Linked DNA regions of Mus musculus: region 1 is linked to region 2. Evidence: chromatin contacts called from public HiChIP or PLAC-seq data. All regions are on one chromosome and are shown on one strand. The core of a region is the stretch at or near the end of the contact, and the rest is flanking DNA. Distances in the headings are between cores, read along the strand shown. Region 1 has its middle 28 kb from the start of Gm36685. Region 2 overlaps Bbs9 (Bardet-Biedl syndrome 9 (human)).

Region 1 (4,143 bases), core at 615-3,114, 150 kb before region 2:
TTTTATTTTATTAAAGAAACCTGATACTTTAAAAGGATTAAAACACCCAGAGCTAGGATTCCGGTATCAGAAGACCCCTTTGCCTTTAAGTATATCAATACTGAATTTTATAAAATGCTGAGAAAAGTGTGAAACTTAGCATCGGTTTGCCAATTCAAACACAGACCAGCTCACCAAAAGGAATTCACAGTCCAGCTCAATTCACCATGTTGAAAATAATGGCCAACATTTTGCTAGGGAATAGGAATCCCAAATGATTGACACATGAGACAAGCTGGCAGAGCACATCAGGTAGGGTGGGCTGGTGTCTACTTCAATGCCAGGTTAGGGCCAAGCAGGACATAGAATCATCTTGTGCCAGGGCCTAAGCAGAGCTCCCGACTCAGGGAGAAGATGAATATCAAAGTGAGATCCTACTTGTGAGGAGGAGCTGGCAAGCCAAGGACACACTGCTGTAGCATTGCTGTGGTGATCCCTGATGGTGTAACTTAAGGGAGGAGGGATCTGGGCACACAGTATCAGAGGATCCATCCATCATATCTGGGAGGACACTGGAGTGTAAGACCATGGTGATGGAAACATGTGGTAAAGGTGAGGAATCACAGCAGACCATGAAGCACTGAGAAAAGCAGGAACTAGGAGGTGGGTATATAACTCTCACTGACTGGACCCTACTGAGTACTCTGTCAGCTGGGTCCCAACCTTCCAAGTTTACAGAACCAACAATCATTCAAATATGGTTGACATTTCAGACTCCAACCACAACTCAGAGGAAATGTAGGTGATGTCTTTATCAGCTGCAAACATAAGGAAATGTGGGACAAGGTCAAGGTTTCCAGATGAGAGCAGTCACAGCATAACCGGAACCAGGCAGGAAAGGGAACCCATTCCAAGATCCAAGCAAACCATGATCCCAAGTACAGCCTTTCCTGGGCCCCATCTAACGCAGAAGAGAAAGTAGACAGACTGATAAATTATCCCCTGAGAGTTAAAGTCCATTTTGTACATAGGGTTTTGGGGTTGTTTTGTTTTTGTTTTTGTTTTTGATTTTGTTTTGTTTTGTTTTTTTGTCTAATGACCTAGAAGCCTAAGGACTTCTGAAGACTACATGATAGTTAAAGAGAGGAAGAGAAGCCACTTTCAGGGGTGAGCCCTTGGCAGAAACACAGTGGCATAATACAACATGATCAGCCAATGAAGGAAGCAGAGGCCCAGAGCTGGGAATATGAGCTGTGTACTCTTTTGGGAATTTAAGAGACCTGAACTTGACTCAGAAAGCTTAAGAGGCAGGCCCTCAAAGGTAGGAATTTTTGGAGATTTAAAATTTTCCAGATAAGAATTTGAAGACTGCTTTTTTTTTTTTTTTTTTTTTTTTTTTTTTTTGCTAATCCCAAGCTTAAACCTGATTTTGCTAAACAGTTTGATTTTTCTCCAAATTAAGAAAATAATCAGAATTCAATAGTAAACTGAGCATTTATGGTCAATGGTCTAGTCTGGAGATCTTTTTTGTGACTGAGAAATGCAGTAACAATGTGACTACTGATAGAGAGGGTGAAATAGGCCTTCTGGGAAACATAAATCTCCCGGACAAGAGGAGCTGAATTCATTACATGCATTTCCGTGTAAAACCTGATCAAAATGAGCAAAGCAATCACAAGCGACACACAGTGAACCTGTGCCATGCCAAGAGCTTGCATGGTTATACTTCCTACAGGGCTATAAACTGTCTGGGAGGAAAAAGAGAAGCAAAACAACAAAAGAAAGGAAGAAAAGGGAAACAAATGGACCGTTCACATGTCTGGATTGAGTCTCAGCCCGTTGCATGAGGAACTAATTACCTCCAGTTTCAGAACTGGCCTTTTGCTTTGCTTTCAGTTTGAGGTGGTAGTGGCTGGATATCTTCTTGCATTGAACTAGCAGGCCTTCCCCCTTTGTAGTATCAGTTAGACCAGAGAAGCCACGTCTTTCCCTTGCTGTAGGGCACTGAGGCCATAGTCTCTCTTGGAAGAGTGGCTGTCTTTGCAAGTCCCCACTGTCCGTCCACCCAGCAAAGATCAGTAGGCTGCTTCCCCACCTCCGTACTTGTACAGAGTTATGGTTACCCCCTAGTGTTCTAGGGGGTGTTGGCTCTGGGATCCTCTAGGATACCTAAATTTGAGGATGCTCAAATACCTCATATATGAAGACATAATATTTATAAATAATAGGCATACCCATCCCCATACCCTAAATCACCTCTGGGTTACTTATAATACATAATGTAAAGTAAATATGTATTATTTACCAAATTATTTATGGACTTGTGGCAAGAAAAGAAGTCTATATGTTCAAGATATATGTATTTTTTTTCTAGTATTTTGATCTGTGATTGGCTGTATCTGCTGGTGTATAGATTCAGGGATGTATATATCCACTGCCAAGGTCTACTATGTAAGTTACATGTATGCCCTCTAAAGGCAAAAGGACTTTGCCTTCCAAGACAATGAACACAGACAGCTAACCCTGCCTCCCTCAAAATTTCACCAACTTAAATTTGATCTGGTATTTGAGGTTGAATTTGTTTGAATGTCAATGGTATGGTAGGTTTGCCACAAAATTTCCTGAGGGGTGGTGCACATGGAAAATTCTCTCAGTACCTCAACTGTGTCCTTCTCGGTTGTATTTTTCCTGTGCTGGAAATGCCTTCATTCCAGAAATCATACTGATTTTAGAACAATCTTTGCAAACAGTAGTATTCAATAAGGCTAATAGACTGTGACCCATCCAACAGAAAGATAGTAAGGCAGATGGTAATTCTCAGTTAAGGGTAAGCAGACTAGCTCTAAAGCTTTGCTTTTTAGGTTAGCTTGGTTAAACATAGGGGAGGTGGCAGAGCAGGTCCTAGTTTATGGTTACTGGTGGGAGGCAATGTTAACATTTGAGCTAAGAAATGAAATTCCCCCAAATTAATTCAGATCATCCTTTCTGTGATCATTTACAGGAGGAACACTTTTGTTACCACCCCAATAAAAGGTCCTGAGTGAGTGTGGCTGAGACTCCACCCCCAAGCATGACAATCACCTTCGGTGGCTCAGCCAGTGATAGCAGCCAGGATACCTACACTTTAAACACATTCCTTTCTGCTTCCACTACCCAAGAGCCAGAAAACTTAGGTAAGAAAAATGGAAGATCTTCCTGCTGTGGATTTCAACTCTAAATCCATTTCCAAAGTGAATTCCAAGACAAAAGGGAAGTCTTTACAATAAATGCCCTTAGAGCAGTTGAGTAGATACAGGGGGGAAATGTATCGCAGCGTTCTAGCCACAAGTTAAAAAAAAATAATCCAAATCGTGCTTACATCTAAATAAAAATCATAAACCAATAACTCTTCCTGAAGAAAGTGACTTGTAAGAGGAAAACATTTATTTATAGGTCAGAAGTATTACTTTTTCCTTTAGAAACAGTATACATAAATTGTAATATGTTAAAATTAAGTACTTGTGTTAGTAAAAGACATAATTTTTCAAAGATTAAAGATATTTGGATTGACTCTTGGTTAGTTTTATAAGTTGTATTTTGAAAATATTCACCTCCCAGACCCACCTCCACATCCCTCTCCACTCCAACTTTATGAGTTTGTTGTTGTTGTTGTTGTGTTGTTGTTTTAACAACCATTCAGGTTAAATTGCTGTTGTTCATATATTCCTAGGTATATAGGGTTATCCACTGGAGCATGGTCCACCCACCATGGACCACATCCTTAAGAAAACTGATCCCTCTTCCCCTAGAAGCAATCACCTGTTCCAGGCTCCCCCTATGGAGTCAGTATTTGTAAATGGTTTGCTCTTGTGCAGGCAACTATAGTGGCTATGAGTTCATGAGCACATCACTCCTGTCGTGTCCTGAAGTTGCTGTAGTTTCATTCTACTCTTCCCTGCCTGAGACTCTCACAATCTTCCCATCCTCTCTCCCTCAGCCTTGGATGGGGCATGATGCCGATGTCCCATCGGTGGCCAAGCGCTCCATTGGCACTTATCCTCTGCACTCTGAGCAGTGGTGTGTTTCTGCATTAGCTGTCATTCATTGCACAAAGAAACTTCTCTGGTGAGAAGAATCTAGGAGTTGAATCAATTTATGGGCAGAAGGTTACAATTTTAGAGAAAG
Region 2 (4,030 bases), core at 547-3,046:
GAGACAGCAGTGGACAAGCCACAGTGGAGGGAGGAAATACCGCAAGGCCTCAACCCTACACCAAGAACTACAGGCAACTAAGGCTGCCGAGAGCAGGAGAAAGTGCATAACCACAATTCATGAAAAAAGAGAACAAGGAAGAGTATATAGAAGGGCTTGGAGGGAGGAAATGGAAGGGGAAATAATGTAATTATATTGTAATTTAAAAATAAAAGAAATTGTAATAATAATAATAATAATAATAATAATAATAGGACTACAGGCAACTAAAGGAAAGCTCGGGTAGGAGAAATAGTCTTCCCCAGGGAAAAGCACACTATTTCATTATCTGACACCAAATATCCTGCTATGAAAACATATAGAGTAATATCATACTGACTAAGAAGGTTGTATTTATGTATTTATGAATACACATACACACGTGCACACACGCGTGCGCACACACACACACACACACTGTACTACCACTCATTAGTGAAAAAAGTCATGAATTTGTAAGAGAGCAAGGAAAGGTAAATAGGAGGGTTTGGAGGGAGGAAAAGAAAAGAGGTCAAAATATAATTATATTATACTCTCAACAATAAAAGAAAGGTTTCTAAAAGGTCATGATGTTATTGCTAGTGGCAGAAGAGTATCTACCTCTGGCCTCCTGGGAGGGTGCTCTCATTGTGGGCATCACTGCAGGACCTGAGAGGGCATATCCAGAGTGCCCAACCCGTGAAGTCCCACGGCTACAGGAGACCATGGGGGTTTTATTCAGAGATGTTTATCCATCTGCACTTTAATAGGGGGCATGGTACAATTACACACACTCCTGACTTTAATACAACCACTTAGCAACCTCTCGGGCCCTGGTTCCCTCAGCTGTTAGTGAGGGAGGCGAACCAGGTGATTCCTAAGTTCTTATCTGAACCTTAAAATAAGCTTGTGTCTGCCTGTGTGTTCATTAATCCACTCCGTTCTAACACCCTACCCCACAGCCTCATCCAACCTGACAGCACTCCACTGTATGCTTGGTACTCTAACACTCCCCTGCGACCCTGGAGATTCTAACATTCCACCATAGCCTTGTTTCTTCTACCACACCAGTGCGCCCTTGTATACTGAGTCAGCTGTTACAGCCATCCTGCCATTGTGAGCTGTACAACTGGAGATTGGCAGCAGAAATAACTCATGGTACTTCTTACTTTCCCCATTACATTAGTATCATGCCATTTATAGAGAAAAGAAAAGTTAAGGACAAACAAATACACGATGAGCACGTGATGCATCTCTCCTGGGAGCCTGTGTCCTCACAGAAAAGGAAGAACTGGGAAGCGCCCTGTGGCCTTTCCCCCACACTGCCCCAGGAGCTGAAGAGGTGGGGGCTGCATGGAGAACAGCTCATCCCAGAGGGGGCTCTGCTGAGAAGTACCTTTGTAATGCTGTGGTCTGTGTGGCCTAGAGCTCAGCACAGCGGGCCAGGATGTCTGTGTTCCATACCTAACACTTCCAGAGACGGTGTGAGCTCTGGGCTAGACTGCTTCTCCTGCTTCTGCTTTCTGTGGTGACAGAGCAGCCACGTTCCATGTCTCGTCTCCCCCAAGAATGAGCTAAGTATGGGAGTGAGACGTGTGACAAGTGTGAGTTATGAGAGGAAAGTATTTCAGGTGACAGTGAGCACCGTGATGAGAAAGGACGGGGTGCACAGCTGCTCACAATTACTGGAGGTACAATTAGAGCTACAGAGAAGGGAAGGTCACCAGCAGGGAAGAGGGGTGGGTGACTGACATCACACTCCAGCACAGTCAGCTTCAGTGTAGCTGGTGAAAAGTGCTCAGCCAGACGGGCAGGAAGGGCTCGGCCCGTCTAGCACTCCTAGGCTGGGAACAAATGTTTCCTGTCTTCCTCTTTCTTTATTTCTTCCTCCTCCATGTTCCCCTTCCTCTATCTTTGCCAGTCACATACCCAGAGTTTTTACATTGACAGGTTAAATATTCCAAACCCTGGACATGTGCACAACTCTCCAGTTGCTTGGCTACTTGCAGAAGAATGGCCTAAGTTGCACACGCAGTAAGTGTGGCTAGAGGAGTCTCTGGGTTTCTGCTCCCAACCAGGCGCAGACTGGGCTCCACAGGAAGGCCTGGGCAACCACAACCTCAGCTGACAGGAGTTTCTTTCTGTTCCTGTTGCTGCGATAAGAATGTCCTGCTGAAAGGAACATTAGGAAGGAAGGGGGTTATTCTGGCCCAGGGTTCAAGGATAAAGTCACTAACTGGGGACATGTAAAGGAGGCAGACCATACAGCGGACCATACAGCATCCACGGCCAGGAACAGAGGCGTGAGGACTAACACTACACTTGGCCTGCTTTCCCATTTGGCACAGTTCAGGCAGAGAGAAGGGTCCAGCCCAGCCTTAAGATGAGTCTTCCTATATCAAGGTAACTGGCACAGACACGCCCAGAAGCCCATCTCCCAGGTGACTGCAGACCCTGCCAGATCAGGTGTGCTGAGTCCCCCCTCCTGGACTCCTTCCAGAAATCCCACTCCCTTTCCTGTGTAATGTGGAGGGAAGGGTGCATACTCTGTGCCAATCAGAATGAAGAGTTTTCAGGTCATACATCATTGAGCTGTAATGCTCATTTCTTAGGAGGATACTCCTCTGAAGGACTGGAGATCAAAAGGAAGAGCAGGAGGATGTGACAAGGACAAGACACCAAACTCCACCCTCCACACCCTGGTAAAGAACCGCCAACAGACCAGCTAACAAATACTCTTCATAGTAAAGGTTGGGTTTTATATATAGTTATAGTGCAAAAAATTTTTTTTCAAATAATCAAATGCAGCATCCTGGGATTACAAGCTGGCTTTGAAGGATGAACCACATGTACCTGCAGCAGCAGTCGTAACTGGGGATTCTGTCCCAAGCATGGTGCCGAGTGCTTTTCACACACAGAAAGCCATGGCAATCAAGCAAGTATCATTATTCTTACCATCTAGAGCAGTGGTCTCAACCTTCCTCATGCTGCAACCTGTTCATGTCACGGTGTGGTGACCCACAACCATAAAATTACTTCATTGCTACTTTATAATTATAATTCTGCTACTGTTATGAATCACAATGTAAATATCTGATATGCAGGATATCTGATATGCAACTCCCAAAAGGGTCATGACCTACAGGTTGAGAACTGCTGTTCTAGAGGAAGACAGCAGGGTTGGAAACCAATGCCCAAGGAGGGCTAAATCAAAAGGAATAGAAGCAAGATCCAAACACTGGTTTGTCTGCCCCTGAGGCCTGGGCTTATCAGCTTGTTATACAGGCTCCATGTTTATCTTCTGAAGATTCCACCCAAATTCCCTCTTCTGGGCATTCTGACTAAAGAGGGAAAGAAGGCAATAGCAAGAAGATCAGCACCGGGGACAGAAGTCATACATGAAAGAAGAAGAGAATCATGTCACCTCTCAAACTGGGCGCTTGAGTAAAACCACAGCTGCAGTGTGTAATAGCGTCTCTGGCATCGTGGTCCACGAGCTGCTATCGAAAGGTCAGGATGGAGAAGCAGGCCTAGGAGCTTCCAAGGGCCTGAGTGCAGTGTGACTGACCACTCAGACCCACACTGTGGGAAGGCAAGCTTAGCTGTCTGGACCTCAGTGAAGGAGCTCATGGGCCAACTGGGGCTCTCCCCTCCTTGACCCACAGGCGCCTTGGTCCTCTCTGCTCGCCTCTGTGATCCTGGGTCTTTCCCTCAGACTCTTGCCCCTCGTTCCAATGATCACAGTGCAGGCAAACAGCAGACGAGATCTAACTCATCTGGATCACATTAATTCCTTGTATCATGTTATTTACATTCATGAAATTCAGCATCTTAAGATCACATTTGGTAAAACTTTTCCTTAAAAACACTTTTATTCTCTAATCCTCTTTTTATTGGTTAGAAGCAAAACAAAATGGATCATATATTTAAGGACAGAGTCAAGAAAAAAAAAAGACATACCATTCTACAAATGTTTAGCAAGCAAATACCCAGAGAATATTTATCCACGTGG

What was found. HiChIP or PLAC-seq counts read pairs in DNA pulled down with a chosen protein or histone mark.
Region 1: an H3K27ac HiChIP or PLAC-seq map of microglia shows a contact between it and region 2, with 3 times the contacts expected there. The contact joins two enhancer-like sites. A contact is called at or near these places in 2 of 484 Hi-C or Micro-C datasets (pancreatic cancer cells and trophoblast stem cells), 2 of 115 datasets of contacts at active chromatin or transcription factors (microglia and neural progenitor cells) and 1 of 9 other capture datasets (embryonic stem cells).

What each region holds. Positions count from the first base shown.
Region 1 is chr9:22,960,177-22,964,319 of GRCm38.p6, reverse strand. No RefSeq gene overlaps it. Among named protein-coding and RNA genes, the nearest start is that of Gm36685, 28 kb to the left of the region's middle. Within about 2 kb of position 1,864, at least 23 of the 459 cell types and tissues checked have an H3K27ac peak or open chromatin away from gene starts, as enhancers often do. A contact at or near this core is called in microglia, where this site is marked.
Region 2 is chr9:22,812,682-22,816,711 of GRCm38.p6, reverse strand. All of the region lies in intron 21 of Bbs9 (Bardet-Biedl syndrome 9 (human)), which reads right to left. Among named protein-coding and RNA genes, the nearest start is that of Gm39309, 9.7 kb to the right of the region's middle. Within about 2 kb of position 1,796, at least 71 of the 459 cell types and tissues checked have an H3K27ac peak or open chromatin away from gene starts, as enhancers often do. A contact at or near this core is called in microglia, where this site is marked.